Linked DNA regions of Mus musculus: region 1 is linked to region 2. A link is a contact called in public capture Hi-C data. All regions are on one chromosome and are shown on one strand. Each heading gives the region's core, a stretch centred on a gene start, on an enhancer-like site or on the middle of the called end of the contact. The rest is flanking DNA. Distances are from core to core; before and after follow the strand shown. Region 1 has its middle 35 kb from the start of A730036I17Rik. Region 2 overlaps Vinac1 (vinculin/alpha-catenin family member 1).

Region 1 (7,528 bases), core at 4,846-7,345, 220 kb after region 2:
GTAACACTGATCCCAGCACTATGTTATGTCCCTGCAGTCGAACTCGGTTGCAATTGATCGTCATAATTCTTTAGCCTCCTTTAAGCCGAGAACCTTTGCCCAGCCTTCCTTGATCTTTTAGGACATGAAAAAGTCAGAGGGCTCTTGTGAGGCCATTGGGCAGAGGAGGTGTTGCCTAGTGGTTTAGAGTGAAGACGTTGGTGCCCAGCTGCCTGGGCCTAGCCCCATTCTTCTACTCTGTAAGACTGGCAAGGTTGTTCTAGCACTGTGTAATGGCTGAACACCTTTAAATTCTACAAATGATGGACCTACCTGGAGGGCAGTTATGAGACCTGATATATGGCAAAATCTCTTCTTGGAGTGGCTTGGAGTGCGGCCCCTGCCCCTGTAGTCAAGGCCCAAGGTCAAGACCAAGGAGGGCCTGATGATGGCAGTTCATCTAAAATAAACCATAAGCCTAAAGAACTCTTTTGAATTTTTTATTTTATTTAAAATTTTATTTTCATGTATGGGTGTTTTTGCCTGCAAATATATCTGGGAACTACTTGTGTACCTGGTGCCTGTGGAGGTCAGAAAAGGGCGTTGGATGCCAAGGAACAAGTTGTGGGTGTTGTGGGCTGCCATACGAGTTGCTGGAAATTGAACCTGGGTCATCTCGAAGGGTCCTTAGTACCCTTAACCACTTAGGCATCTTCCCAGCCTCAGACTTGTCTTCCTTTAACGAGTCCACACCTGTCATCTAAGTCTCCTTGGATGGTCCAGGTCGGAGCTCCTGAGAAAAGTGGCTGTTTTGTTGTAAGAGCGGATGTGTGTGGTGTGTGGTGTGTGGTGTGTGGTGTGTGGTGTGTGTGTGTGTGTGTGTGTGTGTGTGTGTGTGTGGTGTGTGTGGGGGTAGGGGGTTGGGGAGCGCATCTGGTTGCTTACTCTCTGCACTAGGTGGTCCAGTTGCTCTCTCTGCCTTCTTTGTCTCCCTTTGGTACCCAGAGACTAGGATTCTAATCTCATCACCCCTCCAGCAATTTCTCTTTTAAAGCTGGGAAATTTACTGACCGATTCTAGACTTGTGTATAAAGAAGAGCCCAGGTTCTTTAGGTATTTACGAAAGACTCTTTTATAGCTTTATTGTTTATTGTTAAAGCACAGAGTCCCTACCTTGAACTCCCATGTTTGCTTGACTTCCCAACTGCCTCCATTTAGGAGGTCCTTGGCTGCCTAAGTCCTGGAAATGGCCTGGGTAGATTAGGTGTCCTTCCTTGATTCTTACTGCCTCTGTCCTGAACAGGGGAGGAGATGGCATCTTTTTGTCCCCACCCTCAGAGGAGGGCAGCAGGGATAGGAATGCAGGGTGGGGTTACCTGTGCCCCAAATTGCTGAGGGACAAGGGAACAGCTTGGCCACACAGATAGTATGCAGGTGACAGGGGAAGGGGTTGCTGGCTTTTCACTCTGGTGATGGCTGGTGTGGATGAGCCACCAGAGGCCACCAGGGAGCCCAGCCAGGACCAGGACAGGGGGATTGGTCTCCTCTCAAGGCCTGAAGCATGACTAGCATCAGAAGTGACATGGACATTTAGGATGGGGGTAGGTCAGCGTTTAAATGTCCCATGTGTCACAGTAACACACAATGACTCCTCTCGGTACACAGCCAGGCATGGGCATCATAGGGACACATTCTATAGATGGCAGTGACTTGTCAAGTAGAAACACTGATAGCAGACATTGGTAGGAAATCCCTTTCATGATTTCCCCAGAGAATCTCTGCCTTTCACCTAGTGACATGTGCTACTCAACTGTGACAAGCCCATGTCTGAGCATGGACGCCTTGACCCCATTCAGAAACTGACAACCCTGTACACTGTCAATCACACATCTCCTTTCAAACATGAATGCTCCTGACAAGTTTCTAAGCAAGGAGGTTGTGAGTGACTGCTGTGTAAATTCACTAGTACACAGGTATCCACAATGCACGCTCACATGTAAACACAGACGTGTACACCAATACTGCATACTTGTAGGCTCAGGCACATGTGCCCCTTCTGCACCCTGACATACATAGTTAGACATACATACCAAATCTGTCCACTCTCATGATGCATACACAGACTTTAGCACCCACTCTATATGCACGTGTTCTCAGACACACCTATTTGACACGCTCACATGTATGTCTTTACACATGCACCCATTCTCAACCTTTGCTTGCATGTATTGCCACATGTACCAATTCTCACTCTTACACGCATGCGTAGGCACACACTCCCATTCTGCCCACCTATATACATACTCAGACATATCCACCTACTCCACATGCTAAGACATGTGAAATCACGCATCCTAGCACACATGTGGAGAAACCCTGGGCCCAGCTGAGGATTTACTCTTTATCATTTTTGCAGTTACAAGGGCATTCTGCCCTCCTACTGGGTCCCTACCAGCAGGGTCTTGGATGCTGGATTTTGGGGGTTGGGGTGGGGGTGGGGAGGATCGAGTGAAAGGCAAACAGGCACTTGTCAACCTGGATCTTGCTTGGCCCTTCTGAAGCATACAAGTCCCTAGCCTATGAGAGACTCTTGTGTTCAGTCGATGCTGGAATGGCTGGTGAGCACTGGGTATCCGCATGACACACTATGTGACACACACTACGACACACTATGACCCCATCTTCCCTGCCAGGTGCAGGAGCTCTACTGAGTGGAAGGCTGTGGCTACTCTGGAACCCTAATCAACAACTCCCAGACTCTTTCCCCAGAGGACTGGTGTTTGACTCACTCTGTGGGAATCTGCTGAATGTGTGCTCTCGTGGAAATGGGCCACTGGATGTCCATGGTTTCATCTTCCTTTTGGAGTAAAGGCTCAAGAGGCAGAGGTAGAAGGCGCGACAGAGGGGAGGCAGCTGGAGGCAGGAGGGACTGAGAGGAGAGTGGCTTTGGCTATCTGAATAGACACCACAAGACAAATGCTAGCCGGACAGAATAGCGGTGGGGAAGAATAGTCAAGGTCTATAGGCCTGTAGGAGGCTGAGAGGGGGCTGTGTGTGCGTGAGCGCATGCGTGCACATGCGCATGCGCTCCTCCCACGTCACGGAGAGACACGGAGCTTCTACCCCAGCAGGTTCATTCAGAGGGTCACCTTTTCTTGCTTCCGTGTGCTCAATGTGCTCTTCCACCTGCCGGGAGAGGGAGGGCAAGCTGGGGACGGAGGCAGTCCTCAAGGGCCTGGCTCTGGCCTGGTAGACTGCTGACTGTCTAGATTCTCCCTCCCAGAGACCTCTGGGCCTGTCTGGGGGGGGGGGGGGACTGCAGCTGTTCCCATAATATCAAGTGTGTCCTGCCTTACCTATCCAGAGCTGGAGGGGCTTTAGGAGCTCTGGAGGAAGGCCTCCACTGCAGGGTAACCCGTAACCTTGCTGACCCCAAGGGTGGCTCTCAGCACAGGGTGAATTTCTTCCCCAGATGTCTGGGTCTTAAGCCCAGGCTGCCCCCAGTGAGGCTAGAGGGGTCACGTGGTATAGAGAGGTCATGTGGTGTTGCCTCAGTGTCAGGAGCCAACAAGCTTATAACTAGCAGGTGATCTTCCTGAGATGAGTCTGCTTTGGATTAATAAATAATCTATGACAGATTTGCTCCAATAGGCAAGGCCCAGGGGAAAACCATTTTAGGAAAGATTCCTGCTATTAATATGCTTTTCCTGGTATTATTAAGCATGTATAACAGCACTAGGAATTAGCCCACCCTTTTGAGCAGATCTCTGCAGAACAATGAAGATAAACTGTCTTGTAGTGATGCTATATAGACAAATAGATGACTTCTTAATTCTGAATGACGATCCTATAAGAATTCCTAAAATTATATCAGTATTTATTAAGCTCTTTTATAGTGGGGCTGCTATTAGGTCCTTTTCTGATAGTCAAAACGGCAGTGAGAACTCTGCTGGTCTTTAGTGTCACTTCTGATAGTAAGCAGGCACTCTACTCCTCAGAGCATGTTCCAAGAGGCTATAAAAGCATTAACCAAAGGTCATAAAAAGGGAACTGATGATTTATTATAGGTGTTAGGACAGAAGATAAAATATTGGCTGGGTTTATCTATACAAAACTTCACTAATAAGTTAGCTATGATTTTTAACTCTCCATGACCCTGTGGAGCTGTGACAGGTGATGAAGGTTTAGTGGGATAATTACTCCTAATGGATCTGCGTGTAAACGTTCGCTGTTGTAAGCTCCTTATTTGACTTATGATTTGAATATGTGTGAACTTGTGATGAACTTAAGAAAGTTTTTTTTTTTTTTTTTTTTTCGAGACAGGGTTTCTCTGTGTAGCCCTGGCTGTCTTGGAACTCACTTTGTAGACCAGGCTGGCCTCGAACTCAGAAATCCGCCTGCCTCTGCCTCCCAAGTGCTGGGATTAAAGGCGTGCGCCACCACCGCCCAGCTGTGATGAACTTTTAACCATGTGATCATGTATTCTATAGGTGTTGAGGACAAGGAGCAGAGCACGGATTTCCCTTGTCCCAGGTAGGATCACTGTGATCATTCCCCTTTCCCTTTTCTTAGAGAGCGTCCCTAGGAAACTTTTTTATTTATTTATTTATTTATTTATTTATTATATGTAAGTATACTGTAGCTGTCTTCAGACACTCCAGAAGAGGGAGTCAGATCGCCTTATGGATGGTTGTGAGCCACCACGTGGTTGCTGGGACTTGAACTCAGGACCTTCAGAAGATCAGTCGGGTGCTCTTACACGCTGAGCCATCTCACCAGCCCCCTAGGAAACTTTTTACAACTTAGAAATAAATGCTACATTCACTTTTCAAAGTGTTTCTTTTTCTTCCTGCGACTTCAACTAGCAGGCTGAAAGTTAGAGCCACACAGTTCCTGCTGAGATAGAATAAAGGCCACATTACTGAACCCCCCCTGCTGTTAGGCTACAGGTGTTACTTGCTTAAGCCAGCAGCTTTTAGCACTCAGAATGAGCAAGAAAGTTTTTAGGACTTTTTAGAAATTATCCTCACATTCAGTATAATTAGAGAACTACCGCATCTGGAGACCATCAGTCTTTAAGGCCACACCAGAGTTCTACTTGTTTCAACCCACTCCAGGCCATGAGGCTCTCCTCAGGGCTGGTGGACACTTCCACCCCCCCTCAGCTGTTGACTCTGTTTTGGTGTGATACTGGCTATCATCACGGGAACCTCTTTGTGTCCTTTTGAAGCCTCTTCCAAGATGCAGCTGATGTCATGTCCATCTGTCAGCGAGGGGCTGGAATCCCAGGATCCCTGATCTGTCTGTTGGTGTTCCTGAGCAAACCACAGACCTCCAGTCACCATAGACCTTACCCCATTTTCTGCTGAGGATTTTGGTCCATGCTTTCTAGGCCAACACCCAACACCCATGCCTTGGACATAAACATGCAGGCATGTGGGTATGCATGCAGGTATATGTGTGCACGCTTACGTACATGCAGGACAATATACTGTCTTCTGCAGGGCTGTCTTAAAGAAACACTTTGAAGGACTTGGAGAAATATGTGGAGAAAGATATGAGTGGCCATAGATCACAGATTCTGATTGGCTCATCCCTGTTTCCCAGGTAGCAGGCAGCCAGGCCCCTCCCTGTTCATCTCCCTCAAGGCTTACACAGACCTCTGGCTTTCTTCTATGGAACCTAGGTTGTAGGTGACACCCAGGGCTTGAAAGCCATGAAAGACAAGTTAGCAGACCCCTGGGAGGCCCAGAGCTGGGAGGTTGGGAAATCAGTACCTTGCCTTAGGCAGGCATCCCCATCTTGCTGGGTAAGATGGATGTAGTTGGGAAAGTGCTTTGGGCCAACAAACTACAGCTGTACTGACGTTTGAGTGTGTGCACAGAAGGGAGGGGCCCTGGTTTCCTTTATGGCCCCAGGGGACCCTGAGACACTCAGAGGGGAGGAACAAAGGCCTTTTTACCCCCATCACCCTGCATCTTGGGTTCTAATTTCTTGGTCTTTCAACTCCAATTTTCCTACCATCTTGTGCCCGAGGGCCCAGAATAGGGGATGATGTAGTGAAGGCGGAGGGAGGCTGGATGCCCTCCGGCCTAGCATAGCCATGACCCTAGATCCCTGTCCCTCCCAGGCCATCACAACTTACTTGCTTGCTGTCTCGAGTTTGAGGAGCCAGGGTACAGGGGTGTGTATGTGGAAAGAGCAGGAGGGCTGGCCTCTCCTGGTCCAAGCTTTGTCTGAGGAAGAGGTCTATGAATCGTCATTTCTTGTGGGAAAGCCTCCCTGGAGTCTCTGAGTGGATGGGGCCGGACCACTTACATCCTCCTGTTAAGAGACAGTAATGTATTTGAGGGGGACTTGGGGGCATGGGGTGGGTAAGCTAAGTGACTGGCAGGTCCAGGAGATCAAAGGACAGGGTGGGTGGTGACGGTGGTCCTGTTCCATGTCCTTGGGGCTCTTCACTGTGTGTAGCTCTGGAGGCTTGCCTGAGAGTTCACATGAAGGGACCCCTCCCCCACTCCCCCAATTACCATTGGTCATTTACTGTCTGGCTTGGCTGGGGGTGCTGTGGATAGAAACATCCTGGTTCCTTGGCCCAGGGATGTCTCACTAGACTCTCACTAGGTAGGCAGGCAGCAGCCAGCTCACTTCTTGGACTGTATGCCCATGTATACTTCCACATTTCTGCACCCTGCCCCACAGGTAGAGGCCCACAATTTGGAGGTCCTACTTTGCCCTGATTGTGGTAAACACACAAAAGCCCCTCTTCCTTCCCTTCCCTGCCTGCCTGCCTTCCTTCCTTCCTTCCTTCCTTCCTTCCTTCCTTCCTTCCTTCCTTCCTTCCTCCTTCCCTTCCTCCTTTCCCTCTTTCTTTCTTTCCTCTTTCTTTCAGAAGAGACAGTCCTGAGGCAGGTGGACATAGTAAGGGCAGTTGTTGATGTCCTGTGTTTCATGGATGGGAGGCTCCCTGACCCTAGATTTTACCTTACCTATGGCTGCTGCTGGCTCTACTAGCTTGCCTGTCCCTGGAGACAGGGATCTACTTTTGGGCCTGGTGACCCTTCCTCATCACTGCCACACTAGTCTTACCACATAGACCTCCCCACCCTCCCTGACCAGGGATGGCATGGTTCTCTTGGCTCAGGGCTCTCTCAGCCCCTCCAGGACTCCAGAAAGCTCCATGTGGGTAAATACACTGGTCCCCACCATCCCTGTGCTGTCAATTCCAGAGGTGCCAGCTCCAGCTACTGCCTATGCCATCAACACCCCATGGCTTCCACCCTGGGGCAGAACGGTGAGCCAGTATTCAGTCATTCTTTGTTGAGGTAGACTCATCAGACAAGGTATGTGAGTTTCTCAGAGTTTGTCTCGTGTGTGTGTGTGTGTGTGTGTGTGTGTGTGTGTGTGTGTGTGTGTGTGTAGGCATTCTTTATACTAGAGACCTCAAATTTGGGAATATTGCCAAACTTAAGAAGTAGCAGGACTGGAGGACTTGCTTGGGAGTTCCCGAGCTGTCCCAGGAGCTGAGCATCTGGGAGAAAGAGAAGGA
Region 2 (7,639 bases), core at 2,664-5,163:
TTTTGGTGAGAAAAAAGTAAGAAAGGATAATAAGGGCAAGGGTAAAAGCATGGCGTGGTGTGATCAGAATTATATTGGGAAACACCCTATAGAGTTTTGGAATCTTCTGTAGATGAGGTGACTCATCTATAAAATCCTGGCTTGTCGTGTGAAGAGAATTCTGAGTGCTTGCGAGAAAACCCCAAGAAAAGCAAAACAAGAGTCTTGTGGCCTTGGTTTCTTCAAAAACGCAGAATTGTCCCTGGAATGTGATTTCTTGCTCCTCAGTGGAGAGGCAAGAATTACTCATTACAAGTGGCCACTGTTACAGGTTTGCATGCCTCTATGAAAAAGCACGATTGTGCCCCCTGTAGCTTGTCCTTGTACTTGTATAGAGCTAGAGCACATGAGGACTTACTCATGCGACCTTCTTAGCCCTCAGAGTATAAACTGTCTGATGCTCTAAATAAAGTTAGCTAGTGCCTGAGACTTTATGACTTTGGTTATGGTCAGAAGAAATACACAAAATATTTCAAATCCTTAATGGCTAAGTGTCCCTGTGTTGCCCTAGAAGGAAGCATGTGTGTAAGAGAGAAATTAACATACCTAGCATCTTTCTAATTCCTTTCTCCTCTACTACAGTGATTCTAGTTGTATTCTTGTCCCTTGAGCAGGTAGGTGACATCTGCAGAGGTCAAAGTGGATAAGCAACCTGGGTACTGCCATTCAGAGCAAAGTTCGGCCAAAGTGATAAGGAAAAATTCCACTAAAGTGCACGGGAAGCTTAGGCTTGAGTTTTAGGACACAGAGTAGATACTAAAGGAAGGAAAATATGTTTTCATGGATGCATTCATTAGCCCTCTGTAGGACTAGAATGCTGGAATCTAAATGACACTGAGACTTCTCTGATTTTGTTAAGGGCATGCAGAGGGAGCTGTGAGCCGGAGTTTCAGATCCCCATGTTTCAGCTTGTATAGGCTGCTTGCCCTGCCTGCCTTGTGTGAATTATACATGTGGGCATCAAGTCCCTGGAATGTGCTAGGATCTGTAGTTACTACAAGCAGGTCCAGGAGGAGGTAGATTAATGATGCCAAGTAGCCTACCATGCTCCTGTCTGCTGTGGTGGTCCTGGTGGTAGCTGGCTCATCAGCACAGGTCCCCACTGAGCTTTCTGGGGTGTCTTTGGGAACAGCACCCTGAGAATCCACACTGACCCCTGAAGTGGTTCCTGCTGTACCCTCGTTACAGTGGGGTGGGGGCTGGACAAGATCCTCTTCTAGGGGCTTGGCTTGCTCCCCTCTGGGCTTCAAGTATTGGACCAGGAGTCTCCAGGCCTCCATATGACTACCCTCCAAAGCCTGGAGCTGAGTCACTGCATGGTGGACTTTAGCTGCCCATTCCCACTGAAGCCAGTCCAGCGTATGCAAACTCTGTACCTCCTGGAGCACAGGGACCTTCCTGACCACTTCCTTAGTGAGCGTGAGAATGCTCTCTAGCGACACAAGAAGATCTTTCTGGACGGTTTCAGACTCTTGACCTCCCGCTATGATTCCCTGCACAGCTTGGATAGTAGACAACATTCCTTCTATCCTGTTCTGGGAGCTCTTGCTGATGACATCTTGGAACATATGCTCGTAGGCTGCGTTGATGCTGGTCAGGTAGTCAGTCAGGGCCTTGGCCCGAAGGCTGAGTTCCAAGCAGAGAAGTTCAAAACGTGTAGAGAGGCTGGGACATGGCTTGGGGGAGGAGACCAAGATGTGTGCCACCTCTAGCAAGGCATCTGTGAGTACATGAACTTCCCTGCACAGAAAGGAGATCTCACCCTTCACCTGTGCATCCCCACACAGAACACTAGACAGCTTGGCAGCCTCTTGTAACCTTTGAGAAATCTCTGCTGCCTGACCTAACCCTTTCTGTAACCCCTGCTGGTTCTTCACTGCCTGTCGCAGGGGCAGTAGGAACAGGCCCTGTCTCCTGCTGAATCTCTCCATGCACTGCATCAGGTCTTGGACAGCTACTGCCCACAGAAGGCACCCATTGTCAATGTTCTCTTCCCTCAGGGTGGGCTCTTGGAGACCATCAGAGGACAGAACTTGGTCCAACAGCTGTTTAGCGTGGATCTCTGTTTTTTCTGATCTGTCTTGTAGCTCTAAAAGCAGTCTTGGGTGTCCCATTAAGTCAGGGTTCTTTTTGTCCACATTCACAGGACCACTTTTAGCTGCTACTTGAACCATCAAGGCCAAGTCCTGCTGGAGCTCCACAAATGCTGCCATGCTCCCAGGTAACTCAGTCTCTAGGTTATGGCAAAATAGTTGTTGACACAGAGGGTACCAGTCCCCAGCCCTGGCTACCAAACCCCACCTGTCTTCCCTGGTCCCCTGGGATTGCTGAAAAGATACCCTCAGAAGCTCCTCGCTTCCAGTGTTTGCGCTATGGACTTCCTTCCTGGCTAGATCAATAATCGAGGGTGCCAGTGTTGAGACTTCTTGTAGTCCTGTCATCCTCTCTGGCCCCAGGGTTTCTTCCCCAGCCTGGGTCTCTTGGACTGTGTCCACAGTAGAATTCTGCTCTGGCGTGTTGGTGCATGGTAAGGTCACTACTTGATGGTTCCTGTTCTCCATAGTAGTGACACCTTTGCTGACAGCAGGGAGTGGAAATCTCCACCCATGTATGCAGGTGCCAGGGACCACTGTGTAGGAAAGTTGTTCTACTGGTAGCAAAGAGGTGTTTGGGCCACTTTTCCATAACCCAGGTACCCGCTGGTACTTTATTTCAGAAGCTGTGGGATGCTGGGGGCTGGGGAGAATAAAATAAGACCACCCCTTGGTCATATCAAACCTTTGGACCTGGACTCGAAGTGGGCTGAGGATGTCTGGATGGTTGGACCCATCCAGCCCCTCGCGGACTTGCTGGGCTGCATGGATGAGGTGCTTTGCCATGGTTAAAAAGACATCTGTGTCCTGAGCACTGTCCTCAGCTCTGCTGCCTTCAGTGGCTGCACCTAGGGTCACGGAAGACTGTGCCAGCTGTTGAACCACGACTCTCATCCCGTTCCGGAAAATAGGATCAGGGTCTTGACCCACATATCTGCTCATCACCTGTACTATGTGGGTGGCTCTTCCGCGTAAGAATGCCACAGATCTGGAAAACTCTCTGGACGCTCCGCTCCTCAGAGCAATTGTGGACAAGTCCAAGTGTTTAGTCATTTCCTGGATGGACACACTCAGGAATTCTGGAATGTTGAGAACGACATCAAAGCATGACAGGAGGTGTTCGGATTCCCTGGCCCAAGCCTCAAGCAGGGCCTGGAGGGTGGCAGGGCTCCAATCCAGGCCAAGCGTCTGGGGACTTTGTGAAAAGAGTTCTTTCACTTTGATCACAAGCCTCTGAAGACCTGCCACGGCAGCCTCCAAGTCTCTGCCAGTTTGCTGCTGTGGGCAGCAGACCCAAACCAAATGGGCCACCCGGATCATCTGCTTAGCCTGGTTGTGGAAAGCATCGAGAAGTATCTGGACAGTCTCTGCCAAGGCTTCGCTATCACAGCGGAACCTGATAGTGGACGTCGCCAAGGCGGCCTGGACCAGTGTCTCTAGAGGACTTTGGGTGTCTGTGAACGTGTCCAGAATCTGGCGCAGTAACCCAGCGCGAACTGCTCGAAAGAGCGCATCAGTCGCGGCCCGCAGAGCTTCGCAGTCGGTCCCTGGACTGGACCGGGGGAGACTGTGCACCCCGGGTCGCAGCTGCATCAACTGCCGGCAGCGGGACACCAGGTGCATCCTCTCCTGTGGCGCGGAGCAGGCGGCTAGACGCAGGCAGTGCCACACCACGGCGGCCAGTGGTGCATCCAGTAGCAGGTGACCAGGCCCAGGGTCCTCCAGGACCTTTCGCAGCTTGCACAGACCGCGCGCCAATGCTCCATTCTGAGAGAGCACTCCGGTCCCTACGACGCCAACGCCGGGCTGCAGCGCGTCCAGGAGCTCTTCGAGGCTCTGCCTGGTCAGAGCGAAGACCCGGCGCCGTGAGGCCACCAGCTGCGGATCGCGGGGATGCCGGAGGTGACCGTGGGCAGCCGCGAGCAGTGCGGGGACACAGCACCCTAGGCGGTGGCGAGCTCGACCCAGATGCTGGTCCCAGGCCCAGCGCGCGGTCAGGCCGCCCAGTCTGAAAAGCGCAGCCGCCAGGTCATCAAGCGAGGTGCGCAGCGAGGTGGTGTCCTCCGCCTCCTCCAGCGCCTCCACGCATGTCAGACACCAATTGGCCGCTGTCCTGGTCTTCCTCACCGCAGCAGCATCATCAAGGAGCAAGACCTGATGGGGCCGTCACAAAAGGGAAGAGACTTGAAGATAACTGGACATTTTTGGAGCCTCGTAGTTTAAGCCTAGAAAACCTTATTTTCAGTTAACCTGCATGTAACCAAATACAGGCATTAGGCTAGGACCTGAGAATCCACACTTCAGTCTTAGAGATTTACAGCTGTAAAACCAAAGATCTTAAGTAGCTGCCTTCACTCCGCGTTTCATGTGGGGGTCTAACCTAGACTGTTCAAGGATGGATTATTATTTAGATGAGAATGATAGGCTGGAGAGCGGGCCTGTCCTGCAAGCTTCTTTGAGACAGCTTTTGTAGCCTCACTGCCTCTCCTGGACACTCCGTCCACTCCCCAACCCTTTACCCAAGCCAAAAAAAAAAAAAAAAAAAAAAGACCTTTCTGACCCTTTCATTCACCACCAGCAGGTACCCAAGCCTCTCTGACCCCACCCCTCCCCCTCCCCCATTGCTGCTACTACTCTAATATGGCCTGCTCAAACACCTGTCAATAAGCCATACTACAGAAGTTTTACAACTAACAGCAACAAAATATTCCAGGGGTACACATTTGAACCAAAAGCAATATCCCAATCTAAAAGTTGTGCTCTGTGGCTGGAAAGATGGCTCAGCAGTTAAGAGCACTGACTGCTCTACCAGAGGACCTGAGTTCGATTCTCAGCATCCACAAGGGGGCTCACAACTGCCTGTAACTCCAGTTCTAGAGGATCCTACACCCCCCCCCCCCCGGCCACCCCCTCTAGCATTTTACAGACATGATGCATAGACACACATTCAAGCAAACACTCATACACATAAAATAAAAATAAATAATATATCCAGAATATATCTAAGCTGTATGTTAGCAAGGAATGTGGGTCATGATGAAAAATTGAGAGTATTTGGGAAATGAGGGATTAAAACAAATCCTATTCCAGCTTCCAATTTAGCCCTGATTAAGTTGGTAATCTTGGCAAGCACTTGGGCAGGTTTCACAATTAAGGGACAGCTGAGAGTTGCTGTGGGAGCTCCATGCCCAAGTGTGTTCTCTAGCAATGATCAAGCAACCAGCAAGCTCTGAGTGAGCCTCACCTTCTTAGTGTCCACCAGGACCTGCTGAGCGGTGGCCACTAGCTCCTCCCAGTGGCGCTGAGACTCGGGCTGCAAGTGAAGCTTCTCTGCTACCCGCAGGATGTTCCTCCCAGAGAGGATCAGAGACTCAGCCACTGGCTTCATTTCCTCCCTAAGCCACTTCTCCTCAGAGTCTCCTGCCAGCCTGCATGGACACATTGCACTTACAATGGGACGTTAGCACCAAAGAACCACCAGGAAATTGCGGGTACAAGAAGGAACAGAGCACGAGGTGACCATTAAAATGAAGTTGACAGCTGTGCTTGTGGGCCATAGACTTCTCCCCAAGATGCAATGCTGAGTTTAAAAAACAAACCGAACCAAACAAAAGCCTCCTCTCTTCTTCATCCTTTCTTCTGGCGTCTTAGTTTGTAAATTAGAGTTGTCACCTCAATATATTCCTCAACCTCTACAAACTTGACACTGTTGGGTTAAACAGGTTGGTGACAGACATCTGGGTGGAGAATTCTGAGTCTCAGGCCTTTCTCTAAACAGCCTGTATACAACGGAGGCATCTTCTGGCCTTCAAAGTTCCAGGTAAGAAATCCGGGGCCATTCTGCCTCAGCTATTAGAAATAAGCTAAAGCCACCATGCTTGACATGATGGTGCACACCTCCAGCTATGTAGGAGGCAGAGGCAGGAAAAGTACAAGTTCAAGGCATGTGTGGACCACAAAGTGAGTTCGAGGCAAGCCTGGACAACTTACTGAGAACTTATTTCAAAACCTGTAGTGCACACCTTTGATCCCAGCACTCAAGAGGCAAAGATAGGTGGATCTCTGTGAGTTTAAGGCCAACCTGCTCTACAGAGCTAGGTCCAGAACAGCCCAGGCTACACAGAGAAACCCTGTTTTGAAAAGTTTAAACACACACACACACACACACACACACACACACACACACACACGAGCTGGTGATCTAACTCAGTAATGCAGCATTGCCTAGTGGCGTCAGGTTCTAGGTCCAATCACCAGAATTAGGGACACATAACTAAAAAGAAAGAATGCTGCTGTGGATATCCATGCCTGGGTCTTTGTGTAGACACAGGAATCCATTTCTCCTGGATACATGGATGCCTAGTAACAACAGGTATACCTTTAACTTTGAGGGAATATTTTCTAAAGTAGTTACAACATACTATGTTCTAGTCAGCAATGAGAGAGTTCAAGTTTCCACACAGTCTCAACACTTGGAATAGTTTTTAATTTTAAACATCCCAAGAGTGGGTGGGTGGTCATCATTAAATAGATAAAACATTCTCCCAGCTCCCTGCTAGCAGATCAAATGCGCCTTCTGCAGAGTGCTTGTGTGCAAGGTCTGAGCCTTGGTGTCATACACCAATCCCTTTCCTTTGAGGACGAACCTGTCTGTGAGGATGATTGACGTAACTGATGCAGAGCAATCCAGATTGGCAGCCTTCTTAGCCTCAATCATTGGCAGCATTGGCAGCAGCTGATGAGCTACGAGAGCTCGAAGGCAGAGAAAGAGTTCATTGCCTCTGCAAGATATCTCTTGCTAATTAAGACTCCAAGTACATAGGAAATATAAAAAGCCAGGAGGTGGCTCAGTGGGCAGAGCGCTTGTGGTTCAAGCATAAGAACCTGTGTTCAGATCTTGGTACCCATATAAATGCTGGGTGAGTGTGACAGCCTACATGTAATCCAAGGATTTAGGAGGTGAGAGACAGGGGCTTTCCTGGAGCAAGACAGCTGGCCAGGGTGATGAGCCAGCAAGGTTCAAGTGAGAGACCCTGCCTCAATTTATAGGTTAAAGGGTGATGTGTGAAGTGTGAAGACACTCTGATCTTCATACATGTGCATGCCCATGCATACGTATCTGCATATATATCTGTACTCATACACATGCAAACATGCATTTATGTATGTATACTCCACACATATACACATGCAAAAGAAGGGATTTGGGGAGAAAATGTAAGAATACTTGGAAGCTCCAGGATGTCTTTACAGGGCTGGGCAATGCATGAAAACGCTTGCCATTCAAGCATGGTGCGACTGATACGGCCGTTCCTGATGCTGACTTTCATCAAGGCCACACGCCATGCCTGATACTGACGTTCACAAAGGGCACACAGCATTTCTAAAACGTAAAACTAGAAGCCATTTCCCCAGTCCCAAGTCTATGTTTTTAATACCTTAAGTTGCAGCAAAGTAACTAATACAAGATTTCGCTCAATGTTCAAGTATTACTATTCACTCATGTG

Evidence for each region. Capture Hi-C pulls out chosen DNA fragments and counts their contacts.
Region 1: a contact with region 2 is called in a capture Hi-C map of embryonic stem cells, with 5 times the contacts expected there. The contact joins two enhancer-like sites. A contact is called at or near these places in 1 of 39 promoter capture datasets (hippocampal neurons), 5 of 484 Hi-C or Micro-C datasets (the N1E-115 cell line, bone marrow-derived macrophages, cerebral cortex and 2 more), 3 of 115 datasets of contacts at active chromatin or transcription factors (double positive thymocytes, embryonic stem cells and large pre-B cells) and 3 of 9 other capture datasets (adipose tissue, embryonic stem cells and liver).

What each region holds. Positions count from the first base shown.
Region 1 is chr2:129,250,301-129,257,828 of GRCm38.p6, forward strand. No RefSeq gene overlaps it. Among named protein-coding and RNA genes, the nearest start is that of A730036I17Rik, 35 kb to the left of the region's middle. Within about 2 kb of position 6,096, at least 22 of the 459 cell types and tissues checked have an H3K27ac peak or open chromatin away from gene starts, as enhancers often do.
Region 2 is chr2:129,035,323-129,042,961 of GRCm38.p6, forward strand. It overlaps Vinac1 (vinculin/alpha-catenin family member 1), which reads right to left. Exons shown (of 11, transcript NM_001370941.1): 6 at 5,377-5,560; 7 at 1,083-4,286. Among named protein-coding and RNA genes, the nearest start is that of Vinac1, 27 kb to the right of the region's middle. Within about 2 kb of position 3,914, at least 81 of the 459 cell types and tissues checked have an H3K27ac peak or open chromatin away from gene starts, as enhancers often do.